Regions from separate parts of the Sus scrofa genome. Here all the other regions are linked to region 2. A link is a contact called in public Hi-C and HiChIP or PLAC-seq data. All regions are on one chromosome and are shown on one strand. Each heading gives the region's core, a stretch centred on a gene start, on an enhancer-like site or on the middle of the called end of the contact. The rest is flanking DNA. Distances are from core to core; before and after follow the strand shown.

Region 1 (3,297 bases), core at 742-3,241, 160 kb after region 2:
GGGGTCAAATGGGAGCTGCAGCTGCCAGCCTACACCACAGCCATAGCAATGCCAGATCTGAGTCGCTTCTGTGACCTACACTGCACCTCTCAGCAATGCCAGATCCTTAACCCACTGAGCAAGCCAGGGATTGAAATCACATCCTCATGGACGCTGTCAGGTTCTTAATCTGCTGAGCCACAACGGGAACTCCCTGGAGCAGTGAATTTCAACTCTGGCTATGTGAATCACTTGGGGAACTTTTAAAAAATACTATAAGACTTGGCCCTACCTCAGAGATCTGACTTAATTGACAAGTTGGGGCCTGGACAACAATATTTTTGAAAAGTTCCTGGATTACAAAGTGCAGTTGGGGTGAAAACCACTGATGTCCTAGGAGGACCGTCATGCCATGCTGGCTTTCCTCTCTGATTCAAGGTCTTAAACTTAGTCTATGCCTGATAGCTTTGAGTAGCTGGAGAATGCTGGGGTCCTGTTCCCCGAGTTTCCAGTTTCCAGAAGTCTCTTTGACCCTTTTATTTATAGCCCCCATACCTTCCATACTCCCCAATTCTTCCCTCTTCCTGACAATCCCAAATCCTGCCCAGAGAGGATGTTACCAAGGCAACCAGCTTAATCTGGTAACTGTGGCATGTGCTGGGAGTGGAGCCCTCCCCTCTTCTTATTTGGTTCATAAAATGCCTGGGGAGCTACGAGCCACTCCAACCAGTTTCCCCTCTTAGCCCCAAAGATATTGGGGTATCCAATAATGAGAACCCAGGAAACAAATACTCGGCTCTCTAGTCCAGCTTTTTAGCCAAAAGTGTGCTTTCTCCTTTTTAACTGTTCTTTTTTGCAAATCCACAAACAGATGGGTGTGCAAAGCTTTATTTCTATGAAGACATGCTCTTGCACACATAGGACCAGATAGGTACACACAGTGACACACGTGCATGGCACACACCCTGTTCAGTTCCACCACCACTCCCAGCCTTTAACATTCCTGTTGCTGCCTGGTTGGTGCACAGTAAACAGGGGTGGGGCATTGGCCAAGGAGCCTCAACCCATCTGGTGCCTGGTGCCACTCCCCACCTTGTTACCTTAACCTTGATGTGCTTACACTGAGCATGTCTCTCTACCACCCTCCTTCTGGAACGGTGTGCCCTTAGGGGCAGAATGCTCTGGGCATAGGCATCAGGAATAAGATTACTTGGAGAGCAAATTTGGTATTACTTTCCTCACTCTGTGGTTATGTCATCTCTGGATGGGCTCGCTCTCTATGCTGGATGGTGTTAGTTGGCAGTTCTGGAGCTTGTCAACCATCTCTAGGGCTCTGCTTCCTCCTGCTGCCAGCTAGGCTCAGGTGCCCTTGTGCTCCTGGTCTCCTCCCCCTTTGCCTACTGTCTCTTCTCCTCACCCCAATTAGACCTGCCACAACCTGCGGCTCCCAGCCTGGCTCCTACCTGCCTGCCAGTACCTGCCTCTCACAGGCCAGGCCCTCACCACCTATTGTGCCCTACCAGAAAGGGCAGATGAGTACTGCCTCAGGTTTCAATGCCAGTTCACCCGAGGCCTTTCCAGCCCTTCTAACAGAAGGAAGATAAAAACCACATATTCCTCAGAGTATGGCAACAAGAGTACATTATCAAGATCCAGAGTGATGGACAACCAATCAGCAATTTTTGGAGGCCCCACCCGAATACAGGTAGGTGAGTCAAGCAAAGTGTGTGGCCTGGTTCTTTGCAATGATACCAAGAGTCCTCGTAGGCCTCAAGCCAGGAACCCCCTTTCAGTGGGTAAATTACTCCCTCCCCTTTGCCCTGAACGTCTGGATCTGCCCCGAGTCTAATCCCATTCAGCCCCTTACTGTTTCCCTCGCTGTCAGCCCCTGCGCCCAAGTTCAAGCCTCGCGCGGCCTAGGGGGCGGGCCCATGAAGGGCGGGGGCGGGGACTGGGCGGGGACTGAAGGAGGGGGCGCGGCCTCAGTTCTGCCACCTTCCCCCCGGTCAGGAGCACAGCCGCCGCCGCCGCTGCCGCCGCCGCCGCCACCGCCGCGTCTTCTCAGCGTTGCGCACCACCCGCTGCCTTTGCCGCCGCAGCCCGGCTCCGGAGCGTAGAGCGAGGGGCACCGGCCCCGCAGCCTACCCACCCTTCGGGCCGCGTGCGCTGCAGCCGGCATGGGGGGCCACTAAGAGCAGGCACTCCTTCCCTCTGGCACCCCCTCCGGCCCCTGGCCACTGGACTCCGGCCAGCGAGCCTCGGGCACCTCTGCCCCCAGTCCGGCGCCTGGCACGGCCCTCCGCTCTGCCCCTCCGGCTCTGAGCATCGTGTCCCCGCCCCCCCCCCGCCCGCGCCTGGGACACCTGGGTCCTCCGGCGGCCCCGAGGAGAGGGGCGGGGGGGGGGCATGAAGCCGCTGGAGAAATTTCTGAAGAAGCAGACGTCGCAGCTGGCGGGGCGAACGGTGGCGGGAGGTCCCGGCGGGGGTCCGGGTAGCTGCGGCGGGCCTGGAGGGGGTGGGGGACCTGGCGGGGGCGGCGGTCCAACCGGGGGACCGCGGCCACTGCAGCGGCGTCAGAGCGTGTCTCGCCTGCTGCTCCCAGCTTTCCTCCGGGAGCCCCCCGCCGAGCCGGGGCTGGAGCCGCCCCCTGAGGAGGACGGGGGCGAGCTGGCGGGGGTCGCGGAGGAGCTCAGCAGCAGGGGGCCCTGTTGGCTGCAGCTAGAGGAGGTGCCAGGGCCCGGACCGCTCGGGGGAGGGGGGGCCCTGCGCTCCCCTTCCTCGTACTCCTCAGATGAGCTGTCCCCGGGCGAGCCCCTGCCTTCCCCACCCTGGGCCCCCCTGGGCGCCCCCGAGCGGCCGGAGCATCTTCTGAACCGGGTTCTGGAGCGGCTGGCTGGAGGGGCCACCAGGGACAGCGCTGCCTCAGGTAAGGAGTCGGCCAGCTCATCCATCCCCCAGTAGGGGGTCGTCCCCTGGTTGCTCTTCCTTGCCCTTGGAGAGTGGGGGTGGCGCTGCGCGGAGCCTCGGTGTGGGGTTGAGTGGTCTGGTCAGCTGAAGTGGGCTAGGGGCCTACGGGAGGGACAGACCCTTCTGCAGTGGAGAAGTGGCAGTGCCACCTTCCTCCCTGTAGCAGCTTCAGCCAGTGGCTGGGGAAGAAGCTGAACCTCTTTCTCTCCTTAAGCCACCTCTCCTCTCCCCCGGACATCTTATCCAGCCCTTCCTAGGTCCCTGATGTTGACTGCGTCCTTCTGTGGCCCCAAATTCGGGCCTGACATGCTAAGATGGACGCTGCCCAGACCAGTCAGTGTGGCCCCCTAG
Region 2 (3,248 bases), core at 380-2,879:
AAGAAAAAGAAAACCTCCAAGATAGGAAAGGAGTTTTTGTTTTGTGTCTTTTAATAAATTGGAACCTGTATCTTCCTCTTGAAAAATCACTAGAGGATTCCTTTGAAAAATAAGTAGACTGTGTTTCTGGTCCAAATTTTTCCCCTGGGGGATTCTTTTTTATATATATTTATATATATATATATATATATATATATATATATTTTTTTTTTTTTTTTTTTTTTTGTCTTTTTGCTATTTCTTGGGCCGCTCCCGCGGCATATGGAGGTTCCCAGGCTAGGGGTCGAATCGGAGCCGTAGCCATTAGCCTACGCCAGAGCCACAGCAACGCGGGATCCGAGCCGCGTCTGCGACCTACACCACAGCTCACGGCAATGCTGGATCGTTAACCCACTGAGCAAGGGCAAGGACGGAACCCGCAACCTCATGGTTCCTAGTCGGATTCGTTAACCACTGCGCCACGACGAGAACTCCTCCCCTGGGGGATTCTTAAGCCCACCTTAGGTAGACTATTATTCTGTTCCCCATTTCACTACAGTGAAGAGTCTCCATCATCATCTTCCACCCTCTTGTGTCCAGCATCACAATACATGGCAGCCCAGAGCAGAGCTTCCAGCAGACCACGCTCTGGAGCTGTTTTTCTGGGTTGTTTTTTTTCTGGCGCGCGGGGGGGTGGGGAGTGTTGGTTTGCGGGGTTTTTTTTTGTTTTTTGTTTTTGTTTGCTTTTTAGGGCTGCACCTGCAGCATATGGAAGTTCCCAGGCTAGGGTTGGAATTCGAGCTGCAGCAGCCAGCCTACACCACAGCCACAGCAACATGCCAGACCCGAGCTACGTCTGCGACCTACACCGCAGTTTATGGCAACGCCAGATTCCTAAGCCGCTGAGCGAGGCCAGGGATTGAACCTGCATCTTCATGTATATTAGTCGGGTTTGTTACTGCTGAGCCACAAAGAGAACTTCTGGAGCTGTTTTTTTTTTGTTTGTTTGTTTGTTTGTTTTTTCCACCACCCTGCCCCCTGAAATGTGCTAGCCCTGAGCCTCACATAGAGTGGACCCCTAAATTTTACTAAATTATAAGTGATTATACGCAAATGCACTCTCCCCGCATCCGCACTCCCAGGCTGCAGAGATTTTATGCCTTATTTTCAGCACTAGCTAAAATCGGACAAGAAAGTCTGAATCCCATGGGGTTCTTCCTCGTCTCCAATTCGGTGTAGTTTTCAGCCCAACAGCCTAGCTCAACATCCCTTCGCAGCTTCTTTTCTTCTCTCGCGCCAGTTGCATCAAGCGGCGGTTGAGAACTGCAAATTGAGCGAGTTTAGGCATGAAACTCGCCTGGCAACTCGTGGCGTCATCACGCTCTGCGCTTGGATAGACCCTACCCATTTCATCGAAGTTGGGTGCTTAGAGTCCGCAGTGACCCAGTGGGGGCCTGAGGGGACCTCATGCGGACATACATAGAAATACACCGGAAAGGAACACAAAGGAAAAAAACACACAGAAACAGTTCAAAACAAGCCGGACAAACCCCTACAGGCTCCTCCCCGCTCCTCCTCGAAGATCCGCCTCCATCCGCACATCGGCTGTTGATTTTTCTCCCCTTTGTGGACTCGGCAATTGGCCCACTCGGCCTGGCATTTCCCACAAGGCCCAGCGCCGGGAAGGGGTTTGCAGCTGCTCCGTCATCGTGCGGCCCGACGCGAGCCCGCGCTCGTGTGCAGGCCCGGCTCGGTTCCTGGTCTCCGGTGCGAGGATTCACCCGAGGCCCCGGCCTCGGTCCCCGGACTAGGCCGCGACCCCGGGCGCCATGAAGCAGGAGGGCTCGGCGCGGCGCCGTGGCACGGACAAGGCAAAGCCACCGCCCGGCGGAGCGGAGCAGGAACCACCGCCGCCCCCAGCCCCTCAAGATGTGGAGATGAAAGAAGAGGCAGCGGCCGGTGGCGCATCAACCGGGGAGACCGATGGCAAGGCGGCAGCGGCGGCGGCTGAGCACTCCCAGCGAGAGCTGGACACCGTCACCTTGGAGGGTACGAGAGCGCGGGCCGTGGGCATGCCATGACCACGGGTGACAGCGCCGCGGTGATCCAGCGCAGCCTCTACCACCCCTAGTTCGTTGAGATCACCCCCAGGTGCCCGCCCCTACTTCCCTCACACTCCGACCCCAGCCTCACTAGCCGAGCCTTCTCTCCGGGCTCAGGCCCTTCGCACACACCTCTCCGCAACCTGGGGTTGCGTCCAGAACTAGATGTCATTGGGCCCGTAGACTCCCTTTTCTGAATTCTCTCCTCTGACGTTATTACTCCTTTTACACTGATTCTGGCGTCCCCAGTGTATGATTGACCTCTCTAAAAACCAGTGTAGTCATGTGCGAAGGAGGTCAGGATGACGCAGAATACTGGCCCCGAGTTTTAAGAATGGTTTGTTGTCTTAACTACCTTTAGCAAACTGCCCTAAAAGAGCTCTTTTTACATAGCATCTTGCTTCCTAGTTGCTGTAATTGAGATGCCCGCGCGATCCCCTTTGCCCTGTTTCTCCTCCTCTAAGCCCAAACTCCTACTGTTTCTAAAGTTTAAATATATTACACACCTTGTTTGAGTTCCTCGTACTTGCCTTCCACCTAAACAACCCCCAGCCCATTTCTTTTCTCCTCGGCACCTGTTGCCAGTTTCCTATCATTCTCTCGTTCCTCCAAGTTCATATTTCGCTTTTCTTACTCAGAGCTCCCTGTCCACATTCGGAGTGGGTAGAGTGAGAGCTTCTCATTGTGATCTTGATGTTGTTTTTCTGTTCTGGATCAAATAGGACCAGACTATTTATTGATTTTCTCTGTACTTAACTGCATAAGAACCTCGCTCAAAAACATTGAAGTAGGAGTTCCCGTTGTGGCTCAGAGGAAACAAATCGGACTAGGAACCATGAGGTTGCGGGTTCGACCCCTGGCCTCACTCAGTGGGTTAAGGATCCAGTGTTGCCGTGAGCTGGGGTGTAGGTCGCAGACACAGAGTGGATCTGGCATGCTGTGGCTGTTGTATAGGCTGGCACCTACAGCTCCAATTCAACCCCTAGCCTGGGAACCTCCATATGCCATGGGTGAGGCCCTGAAAAACCAAACAAAACAAAAAACACATGGAAATAAGCAAATTGATGCACCTGAGTGGTGTTTTGAGAGTGTGATAGTGTTGACTGCATGAGCTCCTACTCTAAAGTTGGACAGCAGGAGTTCCCGTCGTGGCGCAGTGGTTAACGA
Region 3 (3,521 bases), core at 550-3,049, 140 kb after region 2:
CATAGCCTCCAGCCTATGCCACAGCCACAGCAGCGCTAGATCCCAGCTGCATCCACAACCTACACCTTGCAGTAACGCTGTATCCTTTAACCCACTGAGCAACGCCAGGGATGGAACCCCCATCCTCATGGATACCAACTGGGTTCTTAATCTGCTGAACCACAACGGGAACTCACTCTAGGTCTTTTTTGAGCCTGCAGCATGTGAAAGTTACCAGGCCAGTTGTCAAATATGTGCCACAGTAGTGACAATGCTGCCACCATGTAACTCCCTTAAAACAAAAAATTAAGTCATACATCCTCCATTTTTAACACAGGCAGTTGGTTTTTGGAGCTGTATTTACAAGTTGTCATATTGGTCACTTGTTTAACCAACTGAGATCTGTTTGGATACTGACTAAATATCTTAATTCATTCAGAAGGACTTCTAGTTTCATACTGCATATGAATTTGGTATCAGGACCCTTAACCATATTTGTAAAAATATTACACAGGACAGACTCCTGTGCTATCCCATAAGGACCTTGCTCTGGTGTGTGTGTGTGTGTGCATATATATACACACATATATTTTTTTCTTTCTAGGACCGCAACTGTGGCATATGGAAGTTCCCAGGCTAAGGGTTAAATTGGAGCTGCAGCTGCCAGTCTATACCCCAGCCACAGCAACACTGGATCCTTAACACAATGAGCCAGGCCAGGGTTTGAACCGGCATCCTCATGGATGCTAGTCGGGTTTGTAACCAGCTGAGCCACAACAGGAATTCCTCTGGTGTATATTAATGTGCACTCCTGTAGGTGCACTAATAGCTTAGCTGAGGCTTCTTGTACGTTACCATGGTCCAGAGATTCTTGTACGTTACCATGGTCTAGGGGTTTAATCTGAGCTGTAGCTGCCGGCCTACGCCAGAGCCACAGCAACGCGGGATCCGAGCCGCGTCTGCAACCTACACCACAGCTCACGGCAACGCTGGATCGTTAACCCACTGAGCGAGGGCAGGGACCGAACCCGCAACCTCATGGTTCCTAGTCTGATTCGTTAACCACTGCGCCACGAAGGGAACTCCTTTTTTCATTGCTTTAAAATGTCTTGCCAAATCCAAAGCATTCCCTCATCTACCCGTCTGGCAACCCTTAACAAAAAGGAAATCAGGATGTTTTACCAACTCCAGTTCCTGTGATTATCTCTTTTTAAATCGGCTCTAAAATCTTGGTAAGATTACAGTTATACCTGCTTGCACTTTGGGAGAGGTGATGGCTGGGGTGGGAAGACCCATGACGAGGGAAGAGGAAATGAGAATACAGGGATAACATTGCAGTGCTGCAACACTGAATCCTCAAGCTTCATTGCAGACAACTGGTTTCTCTTCCACCCTTTAGCTTAAAATGGACTGGTTTGACAAATCTGATGCCGCACTACGGCTCTAGAGGTTTACCTTGATTCGTGATTTTACAAACAAATGCAGTAAAACGATCTGCTTCAAACGTAGGCAGAAACAAGAAATGGAAAAAGAAAACCATGAAACAGCATTGCCGCTCTGAAGCTGTGACAGGTCAACGCTATCCATTGGCAAAGCCCAAGATGGCCGGGAAAGGAGCCGGAGGAAGCTGCGGGAGCACAGCTCCCCTCGCCCGGGGCCCTACCCAGGGGAAGTCTGGGACCATGCCACGCCCCCTTACGGCACTATTTGACGCAATTCGACTCGCCCGCAACGTGCCGCAGGGCGCCAGCCCCGCCTCCAGCCCCACCCCCTGAAAAGGGGCGACCAGCCCCACTAGTGAAGCATGCTGGGACCGACTCTCGAGCCTCCCGGCAGCCCCTGCGACGGGCGCGGTACGTAAGGAGCTGGCCAGCGGCGGCCGTTCTCCGTAAGATGGCGGACCGGCGGCGGCAACGCGCTTCGCAGGACACTGAGGACGAAGAATCTGGTGCTTCCGGCTCAGACAGTGGCAGTTCCTTGGCGCGGGGCGGCGGGAGCTGCAGCGGCAGTGTTGGAGGCGGCGGCAGCGGCTCTCTGCCCTCCCAGCGCGGAGGCCGAGTCGGGGCCCTTCATCTGCGGCGGGTGGAGAGCGGGGGGCCAAGAGCGCTGAGGAGTCGGAATGTGTGAGTGCGCGCGGGCGGGGCGGGCCGGGAAAGGGGGCGGGTTGTAGGTGATGATGGGAGGCTGGGAGTTGATGGTAGATGGTGGGGTGTAACGTGTTCGAGAAGGGGAGAGCTGTCCCAGTGCGGTTTGCATCCGGAGCCCCAAGGGAATAGGAGGGGTCGGGATGTCTAGAAAGAGGGCAGAGCTGCTGTGGATGGAAAGCGGATGTTTATTCAGTAATCGGGACTGGAGGGGAATAGACTGGACCTTCCTCGGACGCAGTTTGTTAAAGATGTATCTTTCCTCGGCTCCCTTTGCAATCATTTTGTATTCAGTCTCCAACTCTCCATCCTCTGGAAATCACAGAACTAACCCATGTCTTCTCTTTTCCTTCAGGAGAGTGAAGATGGCATCGAGGGCGATGGTAAGTAGCATCGTGACAGTTTTTTGCTCATAAACGTAGGTCACCTATTTCCAGCAATTGACATCCTCTTAAACTTAAGGATTTGGGGCGGGAGGAGGAATTCCACAAAGAGGCTCTTGGTAGCATAGTGCTAAAGAGCATACGTTTTAGCAGTATAATCTTGAGAAAGTCATTCTCTGAACCTATTGTCTCTGCATATGGGGGAGTATAATTTTATCTACCTCATAGGTTGATGTCAGAATTTTTTTTAACTCAGTGATTTTTATTACATTCGTAGCTTTTTTTTTCTTTTTTCTTTTTTTTGTCTTTTTAGGGCTGCACCTGCTGCATATGGAGGTTCCCAAGCGAGGGGTCCAATCTGAGTTGTAGCTGTCGGCCTACGCCACAGCCGCAGCAACACAGGATCCAAGCGGTGTCTGCGACCTACACCACAGCTCACGCCAACGCTGGATCCTTAACCCACTGAGCGAGGCCAGGGATCGAACCCGCAACCTCATGGTTCCTAGTCAGATTTGTTTCCACGCTCCACTATGGGAACGTCTTGTTACATTTATAGTTAGACAACGATCACCACAACCCAATTTTTTTTTTTTTTTTTTTTTTTTTTTTTGTCTTTTTGTCTTTAGTTGTTGTTGTTCTTGTTGTTGCTATTTCTTGGGCCGCTCTCGCGGCATATGGAGGTTCCCAGGCTAGGGGTCGAATCGGAGCTGTAGCCACCGGCCTACGCCAGAGCCACAGCAACGCAGGATCCGAGCCGCGTCTGCAACCTACACCACAGCTCACGGCAACGCCGGATCGTTAACCCGCTGAGCAAGGGCAGGGACCGAACCCGCAACCTCATGGTTCCTAGTCGGATTCGTTAACCACTGCGCCACGACGGGAACTCCCCACCACAACCCAATTTTGATGTCAGAATTAAATGAGAGTTTTAACTTCACCCACAACAAGCAGTCAAGAGATGTAATTATAATAATTTCTGTTGATTTTTTTTTTAATCTGTTTCTGTTTTCTTTCA
Region 4 (3,166 bases), core at 429-2,928, 220 kb before region 2:
TCATATAAATGGAAACGTACTCAGCCCTCCGAATCTGGCTTCCCCCGCCAACCTACCCTTCAACACCAGAGTGAGTTTTCTAAAATATAAGTCTGCCCCTCTTCTGTGCCTCTACTTAAAGCCCAGATGGACCCTGCAGAGTCTGGCCTCTGCCCATAGTTCCTGCTGGTCTGGACAGACAGGATGGATGGCTCTTAAACCTGGTTTACAGAACAACCACCGGAGGGCTTGTCAATACCACACATTCCTGGGTCTTGGCCCCAGAGACCAAGATTCAGTAGTTGGGGAGGGGCCCAGGGACCTGTTTTTTTACACAAGCCTAGAGAGCGTTGGAGGCTGTGGTCACAGGCCACACTTTGAGAAACAGCTGTGTACAAAGCCTTTCGCCACACCTTCCATACCTGCTCAGCCACACCTGTAAGGCCTCCTGTCCTTCCTTCTCCACCCCCATTCTGCCTCTAGATGCTCTGTCCCCTTTTGCCAAGGGCTTTGGCGCTTGTTCTGTCATCATGAAAGGTGACATTCCCATCCATCAATCCACTTCTGTCCCCTGCCCCAAGACAACTTCCCCCCTGCTCCAGGGTCACTTCCATGGAGAAGTCTTTCCCAACCTCCCAGGTAAGTTGTTCTCCCAGTGTAGTTGTCTCGTGCCATTTCTTATTATTTGTGTATTCTTTGATTAACATAAGTCTTTGTGATGGAGCTGCATGAAGATAAGGGCAGGTCATTTTGTTGTATCCCCAGTGCCAAGCATGGGGTTTGCATATAGTAGGTACGTAACAAATATTAGTCAAGTGAATGAAGGAGTGACTGAGTGAATGGTCTACTGCGCTTTGCACAAACGCTTCTGTGGCCCAGGTGACCTCGCCCCTCCCTCACTTCTTGGCTTAGTCCTCTCATACTGGTTTTTCCAAGGAAAACCCAGTTTGGAGAAAGTTGAGCCTGGAGCCACTCCTCCACGCCCCCCCCCGGGGGGGGCAGACCTCTTATCACCCCTATGAATTGTTTGTTTATCCAACTGTCACCCGCTTGGGCTGGGAGGTGGCTACTGTCTTTGATCTCAGCCTCTCAGGCGGGCTCTTCACCGTTGTGTTTGCCTAGTGCTGAAGGAGAGCGCAAGGGGAGTCCCCTAGCACCTGGCCAGAGCTTTCCCCAAATCACTCCTCTCACCAGGGGACCTCGTCTAACCCCTTGGATTTCAGGAGACTGAGACCCTGGACTTTGCTCAGAAGACAGGATTTAGCCCAGGTGCCTCCGAGGGGCCAGGATGCAGGCTGGGTGGCCAGACTGTGGCTGGAGGTCAAGGGGCAGGCCAAGTTGCTGGACACCCCTCTGGCTGGCCTCCGGCTTTCGAAGAGTCGCCCTTTGCCCCAGGGGGGTAGGCCCCAGAGCTGCAGTCAAGCCCCCTAAATTGGCCAATGAACATTCCAGGTTTGGGAAGGGTGGGCGGGGCCCTTTCCCCTGACCTTCTAGCCCCCAGCCTCTCCCTCCCAGGTGGTGAGGACCTTCGCTCTCGGGCTGCTCAGTTCAGTTCAATCGCCTCTCCCCAGTCACCTGCTGCCAGCCTAAGGACAAAAACAATCCCAGCCAGCGTAGTGTTGGGGAGGCCCCGCCCCTCCTCCTGGGCTTCCTCCTCCCACGCCCCTCCCCCGTGCCCCGCCCCCACCTGCCCAAGATAATTTGTTTCCCTGGGCAAGGTGCCTGGACAACAGGGCTCAGCCTTCCCCCTCCTTCTGTGCCCAAAGTCAGGACACCCTCCTACCACCTGTAGAATAGAGGGAGCCGATTTGAAATCAAGTCCAGGTACCTGAGGTTCCTAGACAGAGCCGGACTTCAGCCCCTGTGTCCTGCGACTCCTGCTGGGGCTCTTCCAGGTAAGGGGACGGAGATTCGTCCCAGAAGACAACTTGCTCCCACCTCTAGCCGCACCAGGGCCCCAGGCTGTGCCAGTCTCAGGGCCAAGAGCTGGCTGGCTGGCTGCCCAGGTGGGCGGCCAGGCGTCTGCCTGGCTCCCCCTTCCCTTCCTCGCTCAGTGATGTCAGGCCAGGGCGGGGACAGGAGGAGGACAGGTAGTTAAGGGCTTGGCGTCTTCCTCCTTAAATCGGTGGCCCCAGCCCGGTGTACCAACGCCCAGGGTCCAGGTAAGGACCAAAGCGGACACTTCATCTTGGGGGTGGGGAGCCCCAGGGTCCATATGGAAAAAGATTCGGCCTCCTGCTGGGTTGCTCTGGCGGCCTCACTTTCTCTTTTCCTCCAGCCTCCCATCCCGCCCCCTCCTCACCAGCTGCCCTCAGTCTTTCCCTACTCTCATCTCCTGCCCTCCCGGCTCCTCCCGACCCTCTCCGCAACTCCCCGCACCCAGGTCGCCCCCATCCCAAACGCACACTCACCAGCTGACGGGGCCGGGAAGCGAGATCACAGATTCTCGCCTCCTGGAGACGCGGTTTTCCCGCTGAAACTAGCCCCTCCCCACATTCCCAGAAAGAGAGCTGAGAGGGGAGGGTCCAGATACCGAGGGAGCTGCCCCAAGTCTCTCTCTTGCTCTGTCTGATTTGACCGCAGCTTGAGTTCCCCCAAGTCTTTATGAAAGAGTCGTCTCCGCGGGGGCCACGGGGGCACCCTCAATTTGGAGGGCAGTAAGGGACAAGGATTCCCTAAACTGCCAGAACGCCGTCTCTCTGGAGTGTAGCCCCCACTCGGCCACAAGGATGCCCTCGGATGGGACGGTGGGGGTGGGCAGGCGGGGGGTCCCTCCTGGCTTCCGAAAGATGTGGTCTCGGTAGACTGGAGGGTTAGATGCGGGGGGATCCGCAGTGCCGTGTGCGTGTGTGTGTGTGTGTGGTGGGGGGTGCTGGGGAGTGTGTGCGCGCGTGCCTGGGGCGGGGGCGAGTGCCTTGTCTGAAGCGGCTGGGGAAAGACCCGGGTCCGAGTCTGGGCCTCCCGGGCAGGTCGGGGATGGAGAGTGCACCTGCCCGCCATCGTCAGTCCTTCCAACCCCGCTGTCCCTCGGGATTGCCCCCTCTTGGTCTGCCCGTCCTGGACTCTGCTCTCCCCTCTCCCCCTGCTCTCCTGCTGGGGGGGCCCCCCGTGAAGGCAAGCGGCCTGTAATGATTAACTTCGCAGACACTCTAGCATTCTTCCCAAATTAAACTTTAAAAGAGCTGCC

Evidence for each region. Hi-C and Micro-C count contacts between places; a contact is called where the count stands out from the background. HiChIP or PLAC-seq counts read pairs in DNA pulled down with a chosen protein or histone mark.
Region 1: an H3K27ac HiChIP or PLAC-seq map of alveolar macrophages shows a contact between it and region 2. The contact joins the promoter of RAPGEFL1 here to the promoter of PSMD3 in region 2. A contact is called at or near these places in 3 of 47 Hi-C or Micro-C datasets (alveolar macrophages, embryonic fibroblasts and skeletal muscle) and 1 of 2 datasets of contacts at active chromatin or transcription factors (alveolar macrophages).
Region 3: an H3K27ac HiChIP or PLAC-seq map of alveolar macrophages shows a contact between it and region 2. The contact joins the promoter of CASC3 here to the promoter of PSMD3 in region 2. A contact is called at or near these places in 1 of 47 Hi-C or Micro-C datasets (epiblast stem cells) and 1 of 2 datasets of contacts at active chromatin or transcription factors (alveolar macrophages).
Region 4: a Hi-C map of epiblast stem cells shows a contact between it and region 2, with 4 times the contacts expected there. The contact joins the promoter of GRB7 here to the promoter of PSMD3 in region 2. A contact is called at or near these places in 1 of 5 promoter capture datasets (fetal liver) and 2 of 47 Hi-C or Micro-C datasets (epiblast stem cells and liver).

What each region holds. Positions count from the first base shown.
Region 1 is chr12:22,194,535-22,197,831 of Sscrofa11.1, reverse strand. It overlaps RAPGEFL1 (rap guanine nucleotide exchange factor-like 1), which reads left to right and starts at 1,991. Exons shown (of 11, transcript XR_002337116.1): 1 at 1,991-2,905.
Region 2 is chr12:22,358,931-22,362,178 of Sscrofa11.1, reverse strand. PSMD3 (26S proteasome non-ATPase regulatory subunit 3) reads left to right here and starts at 1,629. Exons shown (of 12, transcript XM_003131496.5): 1 at 1,629-2,028. The coding sequence starts at 1,809.
Region 3 is chr12:22,219,851-22,223,371 of Sscrofa11.1, reverse strand. It overlaps CASC3 (protein CASC3), which reads left to right and starts at 1,799. Exons shown (of 15, transcript XM_021067024.1): 1 at 1,799-2,074; 2 at 2,077-2,102; 3 at 2,479-2,506. The coding sequence starts at 1,873.
Region 4 is chr12:22,581,898-22,585,063 of Sscrofa11.1, reverse strand. GRB7 (growth factor receptor-bound protein 7) reads left to right here and starts at 1,678. Exons shown (of 15, transcript XM_021067040.1): 1 at 1,678-1,874.